2 separate regions of the Zea mays genome follow, and region 1 is linked to region 2. The links are chromatin contacts, called in public ChIA-PET maps. All regions are on one chromosome and are shown on one strand. Each heading gives the region's core, a stretch centred on a gene start, on an enhancer-like site or on the middle of the called end of the contact. The rest is flanking DNA. Distances are from core to core; before and after follow the strand shown.

What was found. ChIA-PET counts read pairs in DNA pulled down with a chosen protein or histone mark.
Region 1: a contact with region 2 is called in an H3K4me3 ChIA-PET map of seedling, with 6 times the contacts expected there. The contact joins the promoter of LOC100277445 here to the promoter of LOC541823 in region 2. A contact is called at or near these places in 8 of 25 Hi-C or Micro-C datasets (ear, leaf, tassel and 1 more) and 2 of 3 datasets of contacts at active chromatin or transcription factors (leaf and seedling).

The regions. Positions count from the first base shown.
Region 1 is chr2:22,716,313-22,723,363 of Zm-B73-REFERENCE-NAM-5.0, forward strand. It overlaps LOC100277445, which reads left to right and starts at 4,656. Exons shown (of 1, transcript NM_001151006.2): 1 at 4,656-5,697. The coding sequence starts at 4,882. The coding sequence ends at 5,508. It also overlaps a transcript of LOC541976 not described here.
Region 2 is chr2:22,471,817-22,478,477 of Zm-B73-REFERENCE-NAM-5.0, forward strand. It overlaps LOC541823 (CK2 regulatory subunit B1), which reads right to left and starts at 4,003. Exons shown (of 5, transcript NM_001111504.2): 1 at 3,530-4,003; 2 at 1,822-2,037; 3 at 1-6. The coding sequence starts at 3,734.

The DNA.
Region 1 (7,051 bases), core at 3,406-5,905, 250 kb after region 2:
GCATTCCGGGTACAAATGGTTTAATGGGTTGCCAAATTTTGAGAGAAACTGCTTGTGTCAAAAAATTTCCCAAGCAGTTACTTTGGTTTCTCCAAAGTTTAAGATAACAGAACTTGAAGCAAAAGGACATTTGAAACATTGAGTATAGCCTTGCAATACTATGACTATATAGAGCACAAGGCATCATGTAAATCTAACAAGCAGTGCCAGTATTTTACAGAAGGGTAGGCCTAGTGCAGTGGTGAGAGGCTGAGAGCTGACTCACTGAGTTACCAGGTTGCGGGTTTGAAACAGCCTCTCCGCATTTGCAGGGGAAGGCTTGCCTTGGCTCATCCTTTTTCTAGACCCCATTCAAGTTCGGTTTATCCTTTCCCCAGGCCCCACTCATGTGCGAGCCTTCGACACTGGGTCTGGCCTTTAGTGCTAGTATTGAACACCACCCTGGTTTGATACTTTGATCACCCACTATTTACGATTTTTTTGGAGTGTTTTGTGGAGTATGGATTACTAACAATTTTGAGCTTAATGGGCATTGGATGATTGCAAGCTTTCAAGAATCTTGCTGGAGGTGTAACACACTAACTGATCAAGCTACAGAAAAAAGTATGATTTGTCTGACACCATTAACTTCTAACCATAATTTCACAACATAGTTTGGGACCAAACCTTTAGCTCAATATTGTCACACTTAGCCACTTAGGCTTTAAAGCCACCATATGTGTGATATATCTTATCAGTCTAGTATATGATACCATGCTTGTTTGTGTGGATAATTTTTACTAAATGATAACTTGGCCAAGAATTTACCTTTATATAAAAAAAAACTCGGCCGGGGAGGGAAAAGACCACCCTCCCGGTATTCCATATAAGAAGAGACCGAAACAATGGTCCCGGCCGAGAAAATCCCCGAACCCTGGCCCCTCATCACTAACGGGCCGACGTCAACTGTCCACTCTGCAACGGCCCAACCGGAGGGTGGCGCACAAGACATCGTATCCCGAGAGCGGATGGGGCACAGCGAGGGGTTTTTTTTTTAACCAAGCCTGAAAATTCGCTCCCGATAGGAATCGAGCCCAGGACTTGGAGTTGCTACTCGGAAGTCCTCAACCTCTAGGCTAGAGGCCCTTTCGCAATTTACCTTTATATAAGTTGAAGAAACAGGGTGTGCTGTGTTGCTGTGGTTTGACAGTGACTAATTCTGTATGGTGACCTGCAAAGTAGCTGAAAGATGACTAGTAATATCAATGCCCAGCTATGCAGGCCGCAGAGAGCTTAAATGCAAGCTTAACTTATAACTGCTGGTGTCATCTTTTGAGTTTTAGCAAGGAAAACTCATGCACTAACTTTGGATTTACTTGAGCTAGGGATAATAACACTATTGGATCCTGAGTTCAGACTGAGAGACAGTTTTGTCCTTGAAATTGTTTTTTGGAGATAACCTAGTGATGCCACTGAGTAGGATGAAGGATCAATATGTAGTTTCATGAAGAGAGGCTGCTCTGAGATGTCTTGCAGTATGCAGAAACACATTTTGTGTGCTTATTAATGTACTTGAGGGCCATTATTTGTTACTTATGTGTTATAATAATTATTGGAGTAGGACTTCATGAGGGAAATTGATGATGGTATTAGATCTAGTAGAACTGTTGATTGCCAATTGTGCACAGAAGTAATGCTATATGCAATGACACCAATGAGTTTGGTTACTGGGAGCCAGTATATGTGGGAATCAGCACCTGGTGGTGCCCATTTGAAAAAACAAGTTGAAGGGGATTATTTTTCTTTTGCGTGGCAACGATGATAGATCTGAAAGCAGAAATAATTTCTTGAAAAACAGTAGCCATAGAATTAAGTACAAGAATGCTCTATTCAAATTCTGAGTTGAAGGCTGTTGAATTTTTCTCCCCAGTTGCTGGAGCAAACTCAAGGATCTAGCACATTTAAGTTTAACTATCTAGTCAAGTATTCAACATAAAGATACTTCAGAATCACAGTAAGCTGACAAATACATCTTGTTTCGGAACTGTAAGGCTGCACCATTAGTCCATATCAATGTGATCATCATTAGTGCATGATTTCCATTTTTTGGTCTTTTATTCATATGTTTTTAGTAATGTTATTATCAAAGCAGTCGTTGATCCTTACCTTTTGTATCCTCCCTAACATGATAGCGTTGCTGTTTTGATGCTGTTACTTGGTTTTCATGCTAACATGGCTTCAATACTATCGTTGTTTTTGAGCACTTTGAGAATTGTAGCCACCAGCATGCCTCTCCAAAGACGTGCATGGAGATTCAAACCGGTATCTTGCTTGCTGTCAAAAGCAACCAGATTTGTGAACTCGTCATGTGTGAATTGTGATGTTGTATTGCTCTCTAGTTTACCAATTTGAGCTTGTAAAGAACACTGTAGGGATGAAAGGAACCAAATGTACAAAAACAGAGTATGCTGACGTTTGTCACGCGCGTCTGAATCTGTTCCCCGTTTGAGCTTGTAAAGCACACTGCAGGCGTGGAAGTGCTTATATGGAATATCATATGGAGACGTTAGTCACGTGCATATGAATATGGTAGTTTTAGGGCCGGTTTGATTTCCCGTCTAAGGAGCCACAACTTATCTAATACCCTGCTTGAATTTGGAGCATGGAATTGGTAATTGGAATAAACTTTTCTGAATTCTGTTGTTTGGTTGCATATGGTGCACTGGAAGTGAATTCTGTTGTTTGGTTGTATATGGTGCACTAGAATTGGGATTTGGAATAAGAGATCTAATTCTCTTGAATTGGACTATAACTAGAAAGTCTCTCCTAGTACGATTTGGAATCAAAGACTAAATTCTTTGGAATTTTGGATTATAACTAGAAAGTCTCGTTTCCAATACGGCAGAACGTCATCCATTAAATTGTTTGGAATTAGACCGTCTCTAATTCAGTCACTAAACACAAACAATAGAATTTGAATTACATCTTATTGCAATACTATAACTGATTTAGTTTTGAACCCAATTCAATTTCATGTCAAAGTTTTGCTATTTAGCCCGATGTATCCCGATTTATCACGATATTTACACTTTTGGAGATAAATCAGTGGTGGCAATGGGCAAAAAACCCGATACCCGAACCCGAAAAACCCGAACAACCCGAACTCGAAAAACCCGAACTACAATTTGGGTAGCAACTTCCGGTACCCGAAATTATTTAGGAAATTTCGGGTTAAACAAACCGGTACCCGAATTACCCGAACATCCATATACTCAGTGTATTTCAGAAATAAGAAGTCCTCGACACCTGCCTTCCACACGCAGCAGTGCAGCACGCCACAGCTAGCCGCTGGCCGCCGGTGCTTTCCTTCCAGCTCGTCGCTCGGCGCCCGCATGCTAGCTCGCTCGACAACCCGTATGCTGCTGCCTGCAACACGCTACACGCAGGAACGCAGCTAGATGCCTAGCTAGCTCGGCCGCTCCACTTGCATGCTGCTCACCTGCATGCTGCTGCCTGCGCATCGCCGCCGACCAACTGTCCATCAGCATGTCGCCCAGTGCCTGCCCGTGCATCGCCGCCAACCGACTGGAGCAGGAGCACAACTATACCTGTACAGGACTGCACTGCAGGGGGCAACGGGACTATAGTGAAGCACACAGAAGAACGACATGAACAATGAAGAAGCCAGGAGCCTAGGAGTACAGACTGCCTCGGTAAGATGTCGGGTATCTCGGTTTAACCCGAACCCGAACCCGAAATTTCGGGTACCCGAAATTTCGGGTATCAAGTAATATCGGGTTGAGTTCGGGTTCAACTGCTGAATACCCGAATTTTTAAAAACCCGAACTACCCGACCCGAATTTTCGGGTATACCCGAACGCCCAGCCCTGCAAGTTAGGGAGGAACAAACTGGCCTTTATTCTCGGTCGTTGTGGCAACTACGTTAGTCTTAAGTTCCATCTTCCATCGGCCACGCCGTGCCCGGTGCCCGTGCAGCTCTGTGCGACTGTGCCGCGTGTGGCCTTGGTTCTACACTGCCTCATGGTCATGGAAATGTCGATATGGCCATGTCGTGCTGTGTCCTCGACTCCTTGGACGCGATGGTGGTGCGCGATTGCCCCGTCGCACACTTCAGAATTTCAGATGACGGATCGTCGGCTCCCCAATCATTCTCTGTCGTTGACATGGCCAGGCAGCTCTCGCTGCCACCGCATTGATGCGTTGGACGCTGCCGGCTACCGGGTCCCGGCTGCAGGACAACGGGACGCGGCACGTCACATCACATCGCCCTTGTGCTACGGCCACGCCGCGTCGGCGTCGGCGCCCCCGTCGATTGATCACACACGGACACGGCCCCACGCACACGGAAGCCGCGCCCGCGCGAGTCGCCTTGCCGCTGCCGCACGCTAGGTGGGCAGGTCGCACGCCTATCTGGTGGGCGTGACGCGCCGCATGCCGCCGTGCGCGGCCAGTCGAACGACGTGACGACCAGGCGACCAGCGTTCACCGTCTCCAGAAGCCAAATTCCATTTCGGCCCCCGAAACAAAAACATTATTACCAAGAAGCGGACACAGGCGAACCATTGGAGTCCACGGCGGCGCGCGCCGCCCGTGACCACCCGACGCATCGCAGCCGTCCAGCAGCCGAAATGGGGGACGGAAGGGAACGGAAGCCCACCGCGAAATTTTACGGGTCGCACGTCCCGCGCCGCGCGGCGTGTCGGTCAAGGTGCCCCCACGCGCCGCGGTTGGCGCCGCCGCCGCTGCCGCCCACCGCCGCCCGCGTGCGCCCACCGCCACCTGTTGCCGCCTAAGGGGAACGCCTCCGTTATAACCCAACGCTTCACCATCCATGCCGTCCTCCACCACCGCTTCACCATCCCCTCCAGGCCCACCACCACCATGGCCTCTCCTTCCCCTTCTTCCCCCGCCCGCGCCTCCGGCCGCCGCGTGCCGCCGCCGTGCTGGACGACCGACGAGACCCTCGCGCTCGCGCGGGCCTACACCGCGCGCCGCCTCGCCGTCGGCCGGGAGCACCTGACCTCCACCGACTGGGCCGCCGTAGCCGCGGCCGCCCCGTCCAAGACCGCCAGGCAGTGCCGCCACAAGATCGAGAAGCTCCGCCGACGCCTCCGGTCCAACCGCCGACGCCCATGCCCGCTCCTCGACGCCATGGATCTCCTCGACGGCCCTTCCCCGCCCTTCTTTTCCAAGTCCCAGTCCCGATCCACGTCCCTGTCCTCGTCGCCGCCGCCACCGGCGGCGGTTTCCACGCCGTCTCCCCCTTCCCCTCCCGCATCTCCGCCCAGGAAGAGGCGGCGGGACGATGCCTGGGACGAGGACGGTGTGAGCGACGTGGTGGGTGCTCTGAGGGCCATCGGGGAGGGTTTCCTGCGGGCGGAGGAGAGGAGGATGGAGGCCGCACGGGAGACGCAGAGGATGCGGATGGAGATGGCGCTCCGGCACCTCGATGCACAGAGGAGGCTCATGGACGCGCTTGTCGGCCGCATCATCGACGCCTTGGACTGAAGTGGTGGCACAAAGATGTTTCCTCTCAAGGTTTCTTGCCTGTCCTCGTTGCATGCTGCCTTGCGAGGAGTTTAGGAGTTTCTTAGTGCTGTTTATATGTAGTAGTTGTGATGGATCTGTGATGTAGTTGAACCGGACAAGCTTTAGTGTTTTTTCAGTCTTGCATTTGCTCAAAAGGAGAGTTTCTTATGGAAGTTGTCTTGCCTGTTGCACGTCTGTCGCCTACTTGTCTCCTTACTTTCATGTATCACGCTTTTAATTTGTTTGATTTTTATGTTCTGATGAAAGTGACATGTATACTACTGATAACCTAGGGATGTTAGAAGATTAGCATTGAGTTCTCATAACAATTATGTTTTTGGGCTCTGGACTTGTAATTCCTTGAAGAGAGAGAACACAATTGTCACTGCTACATTACAGACTTATACATCATAAAAAAATGTCTCTGCTACCTTGGCTCCTGCAGCACTTGGACAATAAGAACCGGAGATGTGTTATTTTAATGTCAGGGACTGTATTTTTTTAGTCCTTTGCTAGTGCCTCAACCTGTCAACTGTGGTCCGTGAGGCTAATAGTATTATTTACATTTTTCATGTGAGATCCTGAATGAAATTTCAATACTGAGCTCAACCTATATGTTTTGAGACAGTCATGCCAAGGTTATATTTTCAGTTACGTACCTGGCAGAATACATCTGTTTACTTCTTGATTTTTTTTTTTTGCTGTATGAAGATGAAAAGTCTACAATCTGCATATTAATTGTACTATTGAAGAAACTCAATATTCTATGCATTGCATCTCTATGAAGAGTTGCATGTCCTGAAGTGGGATATCTCGATGACTGGATGGCCATATTGGTACTCAACATCCGCACATTAACATTCCTTGTGTCCATGGTTGCTGCATCAAATATACATTTTGATGAACAATCAAATATCCTCAAGATGGGGTCAACAGATTTCTTTTCAGAAGTGAGACAAAAGTTTGCACACACCTCTTGTATGTAGAACACATGTTTTCTTCAAATATGCCACTCAAAATTTACAAAATTAGATAACTAGTTTATTTGGATGCCACTGAACTAGCTATCTAATTTTGCAAAATTTGAGTGGCATATTTTTTATTGTCCTACAAACCTATTGGAAAAATTGAAGTTGGATTCTACATGCTCTTCTTTATATAATGAGGTTATTCGTGAAAGACAAGTTCTACTTGAAAAATTGCACGGTATAAAAAATGGATACAACTCTTAGCCACATGAATTATTTATGTTGATTACAGGTCCTTCGTTAGATATGTGGCAGTGCTGATAGGCTGTAATCCCAACCTTTATCTTATCTTTTATTGACCACCTTTTTAAAGAAAATAACTTCTACGGATAATATAGTGCCTTCTTTATTACTTTTGTATGCTTCCTTTTGCATCTAACATTTCTATTTGTAAGAATAAACATACCTTGTCATTGTGTTTCTCCTTTGGATCCTTCTCATCTCCACACAAAGTTTCTGCGTGCACATGTGTTATGTGTACATGAATTTGTTTG
Region 2 (6,661 bases), core at 2,753-5,252:
TATCACCTGTGTAATTGTACAAGACTTATCGGAAAAGGTGTTGTGTAATACAATAATTTAGCTTCCTTTTAGCAATAATCACCTCTATTGCAAATAGTACACTAGTACAGAAACACTTCCAATATCCTAGCTGACAGTTAGAGGGTGTTTGGTTTGAGGAACCACCTCATCCTTCATGATTACACTTATTAGAGTAAAATCTATTTGTGGTCCTCAAAACTTGCCCCGTGAACCATTGAGTGTCCACAAAAGTTGCCCCGAAAGCCATCAGGTCCATGAACTTGCAGATTGCATAAGCATATATACCAAAACTTACTAAACAAATGGCATCTAGGTCTAAATCCCCTTAGGACTTGAAGGGGCTGAAATCCCCTTGCATTTTGAATAGCAAGGGGATTTCAGCTCCTCCAATCCTCTTGCTCCCAAACATGCCCTTAGAGACACAGACATACCTTGTTGGCACGCCAACCACTGTGATATGAAATGTGTGCTCCATCACATGCCTAGTTAGCTCCAAAAGTGGCTACCCAGCAGCCATCACTGTGGCTTAGGGAGATCAGAGGCTATGCGGGCGAAGGTTTTCTTGTTGATCAGTAGTGATATGGCATGGTTAGGTACTAACGTAGTAGATGTCAAGAACAATATGGGCCCACGCGGACATGGTGATCAGTGAGGGATGGAAATGGACCCCTCCCCCTCCCTCTAGGAGCTGATCAGGCATGTGAATGAAGGACACACTTCTGTATCATGGTGGCGTGCCACATGCTAGTTAAGTTTTAGCATCTTACATGGGATTCAGACATAGATGACACTGCTTAATAAGTCTGGGGATGTGAATATGCAATATATAAATAAGATCATAGAACACTTATTAGTAAGTTTAGGATCGTTTTTTGCATTCTGCAAATTCATGGACAAATTTGAGGGCCAGCAGTAGATTCCCACAGCTCATCATTACTAGGTTGCAAGGGATGAGGTGGTGACAGATCAGCCCATTCCATTCCACAAAATAAACTACCCCTTAATTTTAATTTGATAAGCTTCATTCTAACATTTCTTTCTATTGTCCAGAAAAAGAAGACAGTATAGTGCTTTGCACATGTGTTAGGGGCATGCATATTAGTGCTGCTTCTGTGGTTCATACCCTCCTATGTAAGTGTTGTTACACATGCACCTAGGCTTGTGTTGGATTTTAACTCTAGCCTACCTCAATTTGCTTGGAACTAAAAGGCTTTGTTGTTGTTGTTGTCACGCGGGTGCAGGGACATATACAGCGTAATGTGACTATATGACGCCATATTGCAGTTTCAATTTTCTAAATCTTATTTCATCCGCTCAGTGGGGCTGTGAAACTGAATATACCCTAACTGGAAACAAGAGAACTAGGGACGTAAATGGTTACTAAATATTAATAACAGTGTTCTGTTCTTTAATTCCTTGTACTGGGTACAAGGTGATAGCAGGAGAGTTTACATGAAATATATTGGTTCTTATCATCCTATGATAAAACAACTGGAATAGCTTTATTTAAAAGAACAATCAGGTCTCCAATCCCTAACAGTCTGTTCCAGGCTTCCAACATCTTGCACAACTCCATGCCACTTAAAATAATAAAGCTACCAAATATGAGACTAGTAAAAAAACTCGGTCCGCGGGGGAAAGACAGCCCCCGAGCATTGTATTAAGAAGACCTTTTCACACAGGTCGAGAAAACCCCATACCCTTGCCCCACCCGTACACAGCAAAAATATGAGACTAGTAACAGTGAGCCCTCCAAACATGTTATATCTAAATTGAATGTTATAAAGAAGAGGAGCATACCATGGGAAGATTCAACATCTAATATCAGATCAAGTGCATAGTCATAATATGGAACTTGGTTGCTTAGCCCACAGAGGTTGAAATCATCTTGTATGTAGTCATCATCAACCTCACAGAAAAATTCATTGCCCTTTAAGCTACAGAACCATGAAATCCACGAAGTATCTTCCCCATCAGAACCACTCACATCTGATTCTTCGCTGTCAGTTTCTGATTCTGCTGTAAAGCGATCAGCACACAAATTATGACTGACAAAGAAATACCAAGAACCACAAGAACATGAACTACAGCAACTTTAGCTAAAGTAGATAAAAAAACATGTTGCAGAGCATAACATCAATAGCATTAAGCAATGCATAACGCTTTAACCTAACACATGGAATGTATGGAGATAACGCTTTAACCAAGACATGGAATGTATGGATAGATCATAGATGTACCAGAATTGACCATGCACATCAATAAGATAAGAACTAAAAGACATGGTTGTAAAATCTGATGTCTGATTCAACTAATCAAACAAAAAAAACTTAAATTGCTGAATTGTTCTGGTGATGCAATGTTCCTTATACAAAACAGGCAAGTAGATTTCGACTGTAAAAGATCAACGAGAATTGATGTCCGTTACAGAATAGTATACACAAAATTTCCACTTATCATACAACAAGGTTGCTGGGACATTAGTAAGCAAGCAAGTATCAATATCTAGTTTAAGCAGATTGAAACCAATTCATTTAGTTTGCAGTTTGAATTTTGGAATTTTTCGGATTCATCCTGTTTGACTAATTTGAGTCAGAGGTTGTTTCAACACTAGAGCTTGTCTGGGCCTCTTTCCTCCTTTTGGTTGAGCTAGCCTGTCCTCTACCATTTCGGCATTGTCCCCACAACGCTTTAGGCTCAGTACATAAAAAATGCAGAAGATCTGCGCTTTGGAGCTCAATATATAACACCTAGCATTTTCTCAAGTCATAGCTACAACCAGGGTTTACTTTCTCGCCAGGAAATCACCGAAATTCGGTGAAATTTCCCGTTTTCGTCGCTGCTGATCGAGATGCGAATTTCGGTCCGGCTTTTTATAGATTTCGGTTCCAAATTTAAAAATACAAAAGTCAAACTTCGGTCAAAAAACGAAATTCGCTACAGTAAAAACGAAATTGTGAACACTGGCTACAACTACGAGCAACCATGTGTACAGTACAAGTAATCCCCCTGAATGGACCTGGTCACAAAAAGGCCCATAAAAGGTAAAGATAAATTGACCTAACAAGCAAAGAAAGACAACTGACAAAATGTCACAACAAATGAACACCAAACCTCCTTAAACATGCCACCACAGTTATTCACATTTTTACAACTACCATGCATTACATAGGTTGTGTTTTGTTACTAGCAATGGCAAGAATTGTATAACTTTGTAGAAGTACCTAGTTATTTACTGTGGCCACCTAGATCTTCCTCGTATGCATACACGCTCCATAAAAAACAGTCAAACAAACTAAGAAAGTTCAGCATATATGGCTGAGCAGAATTATACAGAAATCGTGAAAAAGGAGGTACTCATCAGCTGGTAACCAATGTTTAGTGATCTAACAATTGTCCATGTCATTGTTTAGGTTCGTATTGAGAATTCTTTAAACTCATACAATCCACCTCTAGCGGGGCTAAAAAAATTACAAACAGAGCAAAGAATGTAACCGGCAAGGCTCACCGTCAGAGAGCTTGCTCTTGGACATGGCGGTGGATCCGCCGCCGGAGCGAGGCATCTCCGGCTGCTTGCCCACGCCGATCCGCTCCTTCTCGCGCCCTCCGGAGAACCCCCACGACGTAGATGGAGACGATCTGTCCATAGGCTCGCCGATCCGCTTCCGGTCACCGGGTATCGCTGCCGCAGAGACGCCTCGGTCTCGGTGCATCTCCTCCCGGTCGACCTCTCTTCGTCCCCTCCCGATCTTGCGCAGCGGGATGGGGACGGGAAGCGGAGTCAGTGTTTGGAGAAGGAGGTGAGCGGTGACGGGATCGCGCGTCCTCGTGCCGACTGCCGAGGCCTCGAGAGGAGGACGCGACGACAAAAGGGGGCGGAGCAACGAGGAAGAAGGGAGCAGTACGCGGGCGCTGACGTAACCACGGGCTGCTTTGGAGCGGCAGGCGGCCGTTGCCCTTTGTGCTGCTAAGGTTCACGGTGAATCTTGTAGACTAGAGATTTATTTATCTTCTATACTGTCTATTAAGAATCTGGCTTTCGGTTCACTATTAATATATGTAAATTAAATAGAAAGCAAGTTAATCTTTTTATTTTTTTCAATACCATACAATTCATATGTAATAAGAATAACTGAACAAGATGGACCATAGGGCGACACTATGCTCCCTCGTAGAGATGGCAATGGATACCCGAAACTCGAATACCCGACGGGTTTTACCTATTATGAAGGCGGGTACGAAATGATTTCTCTACCCACAAATATGTTAATGGGTAAAAACATCTACCCGTTGGGTAGACGGATACGGGTACGTGTTGAAACTACTCATACCCGTCTACCCATGGGTAAAATATACTCGTATCAATACAACTATAACCATCTAATAGAGTCCATCTTAGCTAAAATAAAACTCTTCTCTAGCTATCATTTGTCTAGATATCAAGTTATGTAATCATATGATTTGTTACATGTGAAGTTGAAGTTGTTTTTATATGTTTATTTAATATGTTGAGTGATTGATATATTGAAATTTAAGACTTTCCTAGCGGGTACGAGTTACCCGACGTGTAAAAATACCCGCGCGAGTACGGGTATGAGTAAGATTTTATACCCGCGAGTATATATGGGTAACCCAATGGGTAGAATTTTTTTATGGGTACGGGTATGGAATGGTACTATCCGACGGGTATGTACCCGTTGCCATCCCTACTCCCTCGTGTTCGGTCCCACTTACGTGATGACGTCCCAGCCTCTTTCCCTCTGACGCAGCTCCACTCGTCGCTTGCGCCTCCATGCCCCCTCTCCTCCTGTGCAACTCGCATCCACCCTTGGCGCGCTTCTCCGTCCTCCACGGGCTCCGCGTCGTGTTGTCGCCTCTCTCCCGTCCTGTGCTGCTCCAGGTCCTCTCCCCTAAATTGAAAACGAAGTTGTGGCGGACTGTAACGACCGAAGCAGAGGTGAGTTTGGTGTAGTAGTAGATCTGGAGATCTATGTGGTTCTAGAAGCATTAGGGTTAATCTGGGCCATTGTGTGGCTTATCTTTGATTGTAATCTGGCCCATCTAATGGCCTATAAATACTTGTAAGATAAACCGTCAGAGATTACAAATTGAATAAGAAAGTATTAGCCACAAACCTGTCTACTTCTTCTTCCTCGCCACCGAAGCTTACCAGGGAAGCTGTCGGTTCCTGTTGTCGCGTCTCACATCTAGGGTTTGGCGAACCCTAGGCCACGGGTCATGACAATTTGGTATCAGAGGACGATCGACTCCGGAGCTGTCAAGACGACGTCGGTGGTGAAACCATCTATCCAGACACGTCTCGTGCTGAAGGCTATGTCGACTATGGAGCAGAAGGGAGAGAAGTGGGAATAGATGATGAAGATGATGGATCGAGTGGTGAAGAAGTTGGATACGGTGGAAGCTGGACAGCATCGGTTGGAAGGACAAGACGAGCTCTCAGCTACGGTGGCAAGGAAGGCAGAAGAAGAGCATACTATATTTGTCGAGTACTGTAATTAGGGGTACCCCCAATACTCCTAAATGCGGCCGGGAAACATCTTCAGAACAAACCATAAACAACTGATAAAGCGCGGTTCAAGTCAGGGCCTCGTCCACCAAGGGACGAACCTCATCCGAGCCCAGCCTCGGCCTCGGGCGGGAACAGTGGTCCCGGGCGGATTCACGCCTCGCCCGAGGGCCTTCTCAGGCAGTGAGTGCACCCTCGGCTCGCCTGAAGCCCAGCTTGGACGGACTTTGTCGTACAGTGACCTCGGCCGGATCGCCCTCCCAACCGACCGTATCGCATGCGCATTTAATGCGGGGATCGCCTGACACCTTATCCTGACACGCATGCCTCAATCGGCAAGGTCGAAGTGACCGCAGTCACTTCGCCCTTTACTGACTGATCTGACAGGAAAACAACGCTATTCACCCCGCTCCGGCTACTGTGCCAACCACCAGGGCAAGACTAGCAACAGCAAGTCGTGACCTCTCTCGAGTTCAGCCTCGGGCGCAACAGAGAGTTCCGCCTCGCCCGACCTCAGGCCTCGGCCTCAGCCTCAGCCTCGGGAGGAGGTCTCCGCCTCGCTCGACCCCAGGCCTCGGGAGAAGGTCTCCGCCTCACACGACCCCAGGCCTCGGCCACAGCCTCGGCCTCGGGAGGAGTCACAGCATCGCTCGACCCCAGCCTCGGCCTCAGGAGAAGTCTCCACCTCGCCCGACCTGGGCCTCGGACCGACTATGCTACAAGGGAGACATCATTACCCTACCGCTAGCTAGCCATCCTTTGCTACGAAGGAACAAGACCGGAGTCACATCAAACTACTCCGATAGCAGGTAATGATGGTTCCCCGCGTGCGCCCATGACGTCGAGGGTGCTCAGCTCCCTACGGAAGCAAGACAACGTCAGCAGGATCCATGCCACCCGACAGCTATGCTTCTACAGGGCTCAAGGCACTTCTCCGACGACCACGTTGGCTCGTGTATAGGGCTCAAGGCACTTCCCCGCCAGCCACGTAGCGCATAGCTACACCCTGTTGTACAACTGGACATCTCCTTGCATCTATAAAAGGGGATGTCCAGGGCCTTCCTACGACAGGTGACAACACCAACACGTTACAACACTGAGGGGTAGGACGTT